2 separate regions of the Mus musculus genome follow, and region 2 is linked to region 1. The links are chromatin contacts, called in public Hi-C maps. All regions are on one chromosome and are shown on one strand. The core of a region is the stretch at or near the end of the contact, and the rest is flanking DNA. Distances in the headings are between cores, read along the strand shown. Region 1 overlaps Adk (adenosine kinase). Region 2 has its middle 4.5 kb from the start of Gm23502.

Region 1 (5,104 bases), core at 787-3,286:
CCAGCATCAGAGGTAGAGGTGGGAGGATCTAGAAGGCAGGGTCACCCTTGGCTCACTACAGATGTCAAGGCTAGACTGGGCTGCTCAAGATCCTGTTTCAGCCTTTCTCTATATTGCCTTCACCGTAGCTTCGTATTTCACTTGGGTTTGGAATTTGAGGTTGAAATAGTTTCCTCAGCAATCTGAAGGCTGTCTTATTTTGGCAACTGGTGCTGCTTGTGGGAAATGGGGTGCCATGATTTCTATTCTTTCGTGGAGAATTATTTTTGTTTGAACTCTTAAAATCTCCTCTTTTTGCCCACTATTCTGTAATTTCTTTTAAATTAATTTTTTTATATGTATGAATATTTTTCCTCCGTGTATGGCTGTGTTACCACATGCATGCCTAGTGAGTCACATCCCTTGGAACTGCAGTTACAGCTGGTTCTGAGCTGCCACCTGGGTCCTGTGAGACAAACCTGGGTCCTCTGGAAGCATAGCCAGTGCTTGTAACCTCTGCATCATCTCTCCAGCCTAAAGCATTATGTATTTCTTAACGTGACATTTTTTTTCCCACCATGAATTTCTTTTCATTGGGCTGAGCATGTAATGACAGATTTAAAATGTCCTTTCTGACATTTTTTGTTATACAGTCTTTGGTAATTTCTTTCTATCATGTTCTCTAGAGCTATGAATTACTTTATAGTTTCCTGGCACTTAGAGGTTTTCTGATTTTTCCAGTATAAAAAATACATTTATAATTTTTAATGTATTTTTTACACAATTTTGCCACCTTTTCAATAACATATAACTCAATGACCTAGAATTTAAAATTTTAGTTGTAAGCTGTGTTGTAAAAGTTGTATTCACTACTTGTTATAGATAGCTATAGTAATTGTGTGTGTGTGCATACATGTATACACGCACACTTGCACTGACTCATGCTTGCCCACATATGTACATCTGGAGGCCAGAAATTCATATTTTTAGAGCTTTGTTTTTATTGTTTTTTAATTATGTGTACCTATGGGTATGCCCACTTGAGTGCAGTGGCTTTGGAGGACACTGGTGTCTGACTTGGAGCTTGAGTTACAAACTGTTCAGCCTCACTTGATGAGGGTGCTCACAACTGATGTGGCATCTTTGCTAGAAGAGCAGCAAGCGCTCATAATGCCTGGAATATCTTTCTAGCCCCCAGAGGTTGATATTGTAAAGTTTCATTTAGTGTAGGAGTGCCGAGACTACAGACATCTATGGCATCCAGCTTTTCATGGACTTCCAGGGATGGATCTCAGGTCAGGTCATCAGACTCCTCTGTCACTCAGCCACCTTTCTGGCCCTCCACATTGCATCTTCAAACAGCCTCCCTCACAGAAACAGAGCTCACTGTTTTATGTAGATTGACTGGCCTGCAAGCATGTAGAATCCAACTGCCTCCTTACCGCAGCAGTACCAGACACCTGTGGTTTCTGAGAGCTCACTAGAGCTCACTGATTTAGGTAACCGACGTCTCCTGTCTCCCCCTCACAGGCCTGGGGATCTGAATTCAGGTCGTTGTGCTTACACAGCACCCACTTTACCAGCTGAGCCATCTCCTGATCCTCTGAGCACCAGACCTTTTTTTAAAAGATTGATCTATTTTCCCTTGGAGTATTTTTCACTGAGTATATGTACGTGTACTGCCTGTGTTTAGTCCCCTGCACCCAAGTCAGGCACCTCAAAACTGTCTGTAACTCTTGCACCTGGGACTTCACGCCCTCTTCTGACCTCCAAGAGACCCATGATGACAGACATGCACATAGAAAAATAAAATAAATAAATCTAAACAAAATTTTTAATGGAGAAATCTTAAAAATGAAATAAAGTAGCCCTAACCTCACGGAGCAATTGTTGATAAAGGTATGAATGAAGGCACCCTGGAATGCTACACATAACTAGAACTGAATTAGAATCAAATGCCTTTTGGAAGAATTACTGAAGACAAAGCAACAATGGGAGGAGACTAGCCTGTATTCTTCAGCAAAAGGAATTTGAAGATGGAGTTGTAGTGTCTAGTGCAGGACACTAGGTGGCACCATTAGCTTACACTCCTCTACTGAAGGATGCTGAGTAGTTTCAGTATCTCAAGTGATTTGTCTTTTATTGAGTGTATTTCAAGATAATATTGTAGTTCTTGGGTTTTTTCTCCTTCAGTGATGATTTTGAAAATTTTCAGTGATATTTTTGTTTTAAAACAGTTTGTCTCCCAAATAAACTATATTATAAAAGTCACAATCAGTTCTTTTGTAATTTTTAAATGAAAGACTAAACTATATTTCTATTTAGACTCATTTCAAGCAGATTTTAAAGAGGTTCAGTCATGTAGAATAAACTACTATGCAGACAAACTGGCACATGCCTGTAATCCCAACACTAGGTTATCCACATGTCACCTTATCCCGGGGTAGTGTAGAAGTCCACTTTTTTTCTAATGCCAGGTCAGTATATAATTTCATTCATCCTTTTGAAATACTAAGAATAATCCCCTGGATCTGTCTTTTATTTTAAGATTCCAGATTTGGAATGATTAAATGTTTTAATTTCTGAAGTTGATTTGTACCATTAAATTTTTATGGATGGTGTAGTGTACAAGTGACAAAAGCCACATCTCAAAGCTGTTAAACAAGTGGGCATTTAGTAAAAAGATCCTGGTATGGCATCAGGTAAAGTGTAACTCAGTGGGGTAAATAGTATTAGAGTCATTTCAGCTCTTTTCCTCGGTGTCGGTTCTGTTTGCAAGAGAGGATGGCTACCGTCAGCTGATAGTTCACATTCTTGTTTTTCTGTATTCCTCCTAGTGGCTCCAAATTCAGTGTGGTGATTATATCCTAGTGGGCCTGCTCTGACTGGCCTTGGTCCCAGACCTATCCCCAAAGTCAAAGACGGAGCTTGTGTCTGAAAGTTACTGATCAAAAGTGTTTAGGTGAACTCTGTGGGCAAGTGGCATATGATTGTAACCCTAGCACTGGCTTATTTGAGGCGGAGGATCAGGAGTCTCATGTTCAACCTGCCTCCAGTGTAAAACCTTTTAAATAATAATAAAATAGAGTGTTAGAGTGGTGGAGTCTGCCAGGCAAAGTTGGATATTGTTAGGAAAAAGAAGACTGTTTATGGAGTTGGAGAGATGGCTCAGCAGTTAAGAGCAACTGGCTATTCTTCCATAGCACCTAGGTTTGATTCCCAGCACCCAAATGGTGGCCCATAGCAACCTGTAACTCTAGTTCCAGGATAGCTGACACCCACTTCTGACCGTAGAGGAAAGCAGGGAAGCAAGTGGTACCCAGACATCCATGCAGGTAAAATACCAAACACATTAGAGGGGGGTGAGGAGAATGGTTGGAAAATTCCATTCATTTCTAAGACCTTAGGACTATATTCATTTTGTCAGTTCTCCTTCACTAGAATTACTTATCTCAGCCTCATCTCTGTTACACCTAGTTATGACATCTCTCAGGCCATGCTCTCGTCGACAGGATTAGGGCTGCAACACTGTTGATACAGTTACTGTAAAGATAAAACAATGCAGAAAGCCAGGTGACCCAGGCCTAGCATTTCAGATGTTTCATAAGTAAGGATACGTTAGGATTTTATCAGCCCTTGTAATACATTTCAGATTAGTTTCTGTGTCCTGAATATCATAAATGTAAATTTATAATGGCCAATCTTAATTGGATTTAACTTACTGATGACTGTGTTCACTGCCTAAGAAGACAGTTGATACATCCTGGCCTTTTCAGGGCTCACTTTCATTTGTATGCTGAGATGCATAAGTTTCTGCAAGGGTTTTGTAATTAATCTATGTTGGAAAATATAAATTATCTTTAAAGACTAGCAATAAATATAGTAAAATTATGATAAATGATTTTATTGTTTGGGGAAATAATATAAACTGTTTTATGTGTTTGAAGAATACGAGTTGGCAGCAAGGGAGAGAAATGAGTGATTAAGTATTGCTTAAAGTTGTTTTTTAATTAAAGTTTCATTGCTCTGTACAGTATTCAGAAATGCATTTTAAATGTAACATTAATTTTTCACTTACCATTCATCTTTATTATAATATATTGCTTATATTTATCATAATTTTTCCCACCAACTGCAAGACTTTTGTGATTCATTTAGGTTAACTGGTATGTAGTATTAAGAGCTTCCATGATAGCTTTTAAAGTGTTTCAACATTATAGATTTAGTAACACACTGTTTCAATATCTAACAAGTCAGTGAAAATCTTGACAGTGATGGAAAATGTTTTCTTTAAAACTGTGTTACTAGAACATTGTTGTTTACCTCACGACATAGTTTAATTAGTTATAAGCTGTTATACTTTTATTGTTCATTTAAAACCCAGAAGTGTCAGTAGAAAACATTATTTCACTAATTTTTGCCATATACCATTTTCTAGACATAAATAGTACCACGTAAGACCAAATAGTATAAACAGACATGGCTGCTCATTTTTAGTGTTTGTTATTCTGTGTGGTATATATTCTAGTTGCAGTTTATTTTTGATTGCTTTGTTAACACAGGTAAGAAACTGTGCTATATGAAATACTAATAAGGAGATATATCATTCCCTAGTAATTAAAAGTAAGAAGATGTGTTAAATATTAAAAGTGAAAATTGATTTCATCAGTAGGGACCATTTTTAATACAAAAATGTTAAACACATGAAAAGTAGTACACCTGGTTTTAAATAAGGTGTTGCTTAGTGAGTTATAGCTATTGACCCTTATATCAGAAATTAAAAGGAGGTAGTCAATATAGTCCGTGCACTTGAAGATAGGTGTAGTAAACTCACTGTTAGCATAATTATATACTGTATTATTGTTTTAATACGAGTGCAAATTTCTTTAATGTCTGACAGTAGAGTTCAGCTGGATTTTCATCTGCTTCTGACTTCAATCTGTGACTCCTTCATTTTTTTGTTGAAGTGTATGAATGAAGTAGAGCTTCAGTGAGATATGTCTCAATGAATCAAAGCTAACCAGAGCAGATGGAGTAGATGGACTGAGAACAACCAGAATTCATACATGAAGACACACATAACTATACTCTTAGTCTATTATCTTAAACACTGTGAAAGAAAACA
Region 2 (4,915 bases), core at 1,702-4,201, 670 kb after region 1:
TTATTATTATTACTGTTCTATAAAAACAAGCTGCTTGTTTTGCTTTTATCTTTAGGGTTTCTCTGTGTAGCCCAGACTGTCCTAGAACTTATAGACCAAGCTGGCCATGAACTCAGAGATCAGCCTTCCTCTGCCTTCTGAGTGCTGGGATTAAAAGGGTGCTCCACCCCTGCCACCCAGGTGTGAGCTTTTAAACTAGTAAACTAGTTTTTGTTTTTTTAAAGATTTTATTCATTATTTTATTTATTATCATATGTAAGTACACTGTAGCTGTCTTCAGACACACTCCTTCAAAGGAGGGCATCAGATCTCATTATGGATGGCTATGAGCCATCATGTTGTTGCTGGGATTTGAACTCAGGACCTTTGGAAGAGCAGTCAGTGCTGTTAACCGCTGAGCCATCTCTCCAGCCCCTATAGCTTCATTGTTATGAACATTTTCTGAATACATTTCTGACTCTCCTGTTTTCATAAAGGGTTTGTGGCAAAGCTTTGTTATTCTTGGAGACAGGCTTTTGCTGTAGAGCTCAGGCTGGCCTTGAGCTCAGACCCTCCTGCCCAGGCTTCCTATTGCTGGAATTAAAGATGTGTACCACCACACTCAGCTGCCTGGGAAAGTTTTAAACTCACTTTTTCCCCCTCTGAAGTTTCAGTAATATGAAATGAGTCAACAATATGCAGATTCAGTTACAATGTAACCATGCAAATAAGACCACAAACACTGTGTGGGTCTCAGAGGGGCAAAATGGCTGACCCTCTTGTAGAATTAAACACATGATAGGGGCTTGCACTTCTGCGGTGTAAGTGCCAGTCCTTGTTTACTGAATCAGAGTTACCCGATTATGGACAGTGGGAATGTCATCTATCTGGCGTGGATGGTTGGAGAGGTCACAGCAAGACTGTGACAAGTTTATTGCAAGCAGTCAGACTTTGTATACCCTTATCAGAAACAGAATACAATTGTAGTTGCCAGGATACAGTGGTGTTGGCAAGCTATACAGTGTAAACCAAGATTAATATCTCAGATTAGTTGTCCTATCAAACTCCTATATGCTTTGCTGACTTCTAGGGAACACAGAGAAACGCAGGCAGCCTGAATGCTTCCCTGCTTGAGGGAGTGCCCTGGTTACTCAGGAATTGAAAGGTACATAGTGCCCCAGGAGCCAGAGATCTCAACTGACAAGTTTATGACGCATACCTGTCAAGGCAGATAGGCTAGGCCTCTATGATTCTGCACTGGAGAAAGAGAGGCAGCCCTGGAAGGTTGGGTGCAGAAGTATACCGGAAGCAAGTTTATCTCCTTATGCAGTGAAGGCTCCTGGGCTAGGGGGTCTGGCCTCCAGTTTCCTAGAAAAGAGATGGAGCTGGGGAGATAGCTTCCTTAGTGAAGTACTGTCTTACATGCATGAGGACCCGAGTTCAATCCCCAGGGCCCACATTAGAAATGTTGGAAGTGGTGATCCATACTTAGAATCCCAGCAGTGGAGACTGGAGTGTGACACTCTGAGAGAGAGCAGTGGAGACTGGAGTGTGACACTCTGAGAGAGAGCAGTGGAGACTGGAGTGTGACACTCTGAGAGAGAGCAGTGGAGACTGGAGTGTGACACTCTGAGAGAGAGCAGTGGAGACTGGAGTGTGACACTCAGAGAGAGAGCAGTGGAGACTGGAGTGTGACACTCTGAGAGAGAGCAGTGGAGACTGGAGTGTGACACTCTGAGAGAGAGCAGTGGAGACTGGAGTGTGACACTCTGAGAGAGAGCAGTGGAGACTGGAGTGTGACACTCTGAGAGAGAAACGCTGCCCCACCCCCACCCCAGACTCAGGGGTCTGAGCACTTGGTCCCCAGTTGGTGGTGATTTGGGGGGAGGCTTAAGAGGTGTGGCCTTGTTTTTTTGTTTTTGTTTTTCTGAGACAGGGTTTCTCTGTGTAGCCCTGGCTGTCCTGGAACTCACCAGGCTGGCCTCGAACTCAGAAATCCGCCTGCCTCTGCCTCCCAAGTGCTGGGATTAAAGGTGCTCTCTTCACTTCTTAACATCCCAGAGTATTATTCTTTCTGGAAAGGCCTATGGTCTCTTGGGAGAACCAACTCGGATTTCATCCTGGGTAGAATAGCATTAAGATAATGCTATTGTAAATGGGGGAAAGAAAGGCCATTTAAAGTGAATAGAGACTGCTTCCCCAACTTTACTTACAGCACAATATTTAACTTAGTCATCCACCGTCATTGAAAATATCTTCTCCAATTGTTTTCCCTGACCACCTGGAAAAGGCCAAGCCCTGTCTAGTCCTTGGGAGAGTTGAAAAGATACAATTGCTCGATCCATTTTAAAAGTTTTATGAGAATAGTGTTGACACCCATCTACCTGCCAGCATCGTTTACTGGCCCTACCATCTTCTGTAAGATTCCAAGAATATCTGTCCTGGATGGAGGACTGACACCACTGTAGCTGTGTAAGATCAAAGATGGAAGATGTTTGAATGTCAGTGTGATAACTGGTGCTTTGGGGATTAAAACATGACATGCTTGCCCTCAACAATCTTCCAGTTGCTGTGTGTGAAAGACAAAAGCTTCGTTGGTACTGCCAACTAGTCACTGCCCTCGGTCCAGCCGGGCTGTCCTGGACACTCGTGAGTCATCAGCCAAGGCCTGGGTGTGACTGCTTACTCAACCTTGCCTGTCACCATGCCTCAGAGCCAGGAAAGGCATTAAGTAATGGCCACTGTGGCCATACGCTCCTCACCCTGCTGCTTCATAAAAATCAAGTAGTTGCCTCTTCTTTCCAGAAGCGCCCAATCTAGAATAGTATACCGTGCTTCCTTGCTTTCCAGAACTCTCTTTAAGATTGCATCAAACATGCCTAAATCCTGTACAGTGAGCTCTCTTTATTTCTGCTCCCCTATTCACCAGTATGTAGTCTCTCACTTCAGGAAGCTTATTGAAACCTCCCCTGTTTAGCTAAGGTGTTCTCTGTAATCTTTGTTTGGCAAGTATTGACATTTCAGATAGCCAGAGTGCTAGAACCAAAAAACAAATAGTAAGCAGGAGCCAGGTGTGTCATGGCACACAGCTGATATCCCTCACCTGACATCCCAGGTGTGTCATGGCACACAGCTGACATCTCACGGGCAGACAGGTCACAAGTTTGAGATCATCCTTAGCTACATAATAAACTGTTTCAAAAATTCCAGAAAGAGTCAAAAACAAGACAAGACTAAACAAACCCAAACCTACAGAGATGGGGGAGTTGGCTCAGCAGTACTTCTGTAGCCCCCACACTGGGGAGATAGGGACATGAGGATTCATGCAGCTTACTGGCCAACCTGCCTATCTGATTCAGTGAGAGACCTAAAAAAAGAAAGAAAGAAAGAAAGAAAGAAAGAAAGAAAGAAAGAAAGAAAGAAAGAAAGAAAGAAAGAAAGAAAAGCAAGCAAGCAAGCAAGCAAGCAAGCGGGGCTGGAGAGATGGCTCAGAGGCACTGACTGCTCTTCCAGAGGTCCTGAATTCAATTCCCAGCAACCACATGGTGGCTCACACCACCTGAAATGGGATTCGATGCCCTCTTCTGGTGTGTCTGAAGATAGTGTGCTCATATACATAAAATAAATAAATTTAAAAGGGGGGGAGCAAAGAACGGTTGAAGAAGATAGCCAGTAGCCTTTGTCTTACACACACACACACACACACACACACACACACACGCACGTGAACACACACTTGTATCAGCACAGACACAAGCACACCCCACATGAACACATCATGAACCACACATCATTGTAAACAGAAAACTGGCAAAAGGGTAGAGGGCTGGAAAAGGCACCTGTTACTTGAAGTGGCAGCAAGGAAAGTGACATTTAGAGAGGCTTGAAATGGCAACAGGTGCACTGGCCTCTGTTGTAACCAGAACCAGCTTTGCTGGGTAGTTTTATGTCTACTTGACACTAAAGTCATTTGAGAGAAGGGAACCTCACTTGAGAAGATAACTCTATAAGATCAGGCTGTGAGCAAGCCTATAGGACATTTTCTTAATTTGTGATTGATAGAGAAGGTCTCAGCCCATTATAGAAGTGGCCATCCCTGGGCTGGTGGTCCTGTGTTCTATAAGAAAGCAGGCTGAAGCCAGGCATGGTGGTGCACGCCTTTAATCCCAGCATTTAGGAGGCAGAGGCAGGTGGATTGCTGAGTTCGAGGCCAGCCTGGTCTACAAAAGTGAGTTCCAGGACAGCCAGGGCTACACAGAGAAACCCTGTCTTGAAAAACCAAAAAAAAAAAAAGAAAAAAAGAAAAAAAAAAGAAAAAGAAAGAAAGAAAGAAAGAAAGCAAGCAAGCAAGCAGGCTGAGCAAGCCATGAGCAGTAAGGTGCACCCCTCCATGGCCTCTGCATCATCAGCTCCTGCCTCCAGGTTCCTGCCCTGCTTAAGTTCCTGTCCTGACTTCCTTTGATGATGAACTGTGATGTGGAAGCGTAAGCTGTATAAACCCTTTCCCCTCCAAATTGCTTTTTGGTTATAGTGTTTCATCTTAGCAGTAGAAACCCTAAGACACCAGTTAAGACCTGGGCATAAATTCCTTAAATTATTAAGTTATTATACTAGGAAGTACCTCCAGAATGCCCTCAAAGATGGTGTCTTTTCAAAACTGGGCATTCACAGAGGAAGCCTCTGGCCCATGATCTGTTAACATTACAAGCTTACACTCCTACCTACCATTACAACAAAAAGTCTCTGTAACAGAGAGATGTGGCCTGTGTGGAGGGATGATGGCCTCTGTATCTTAGCAAAAGCACTAGATTATCTTCCTCCTTCCCATCTAACCAATAGGCACACCTCCTCTCTGCACCTGTCATTTCTTACCACCAGCTGATGTGAGGTGCAGACAGATTAGAGCTTTTGTTCTTCCATGCTGGTAGATCTTAAA

What was found. A called contact is a pair of places that touch in the nucleus more often than the background predicts.
Region 2: a Hi-C map of bone marrow-derived macrophages shows a contact between it and region 1, with 14 read pairs. The contact joins two enhancer-like sites. A contact is called at or near these places in 7 of 39 promoter capture datasets (the C10 cell line, the HPC-7 cell line, cranial neural crest and 4 more), 2 of 15 datasets of contacts at CTCF or cohesin (embryonic stem cells and pro-B cells), 2 of 484 Hi-C or Micro-C datasets (the HPC-7 cell line and bone marrow-derived macrophages) and 1 of 115 datasets of contacts at active chromatin or transcription factors (acute myeloid leukemia).

Annotation. Positions count from the first base shown.
Region 1 is chr14:21,135,070-21,140,173 of GRCm38.p6, forward strand. The region is part of intron 3 of Adk (adenosine kinase); the gene reads left to right. Among named protein-coding and RNA genes, the nearest start is that of Adk, 85 kb to the left of the region's middle. Within about 2 kb of position 2,037, at least 4 of the 459 cell types and tissues checked have an H3K27ac peak or open chromatin away from gene starts, as enhancers often do. A contact at or near this core is called in bone marrow-derived macrophages, where this site is marked.
Region 2 is chr14:21,805,755-21,810,669 of GRCm38.p6, forward strand. No RefSeq gene overlaps it. Among named protein-coding and RNA genes, the nearest start is that of Gm23502, 4.5 kb to the right of the region's middle. Within about 2 kb of position 2,952, at least 83 of the 459 cell types and tissues checked have an H3K27ac peak or open chromatin away from gene starts, as enhancers often do. A contact at or near this core is called in bone marrow-derived macrophages, where this site is marked.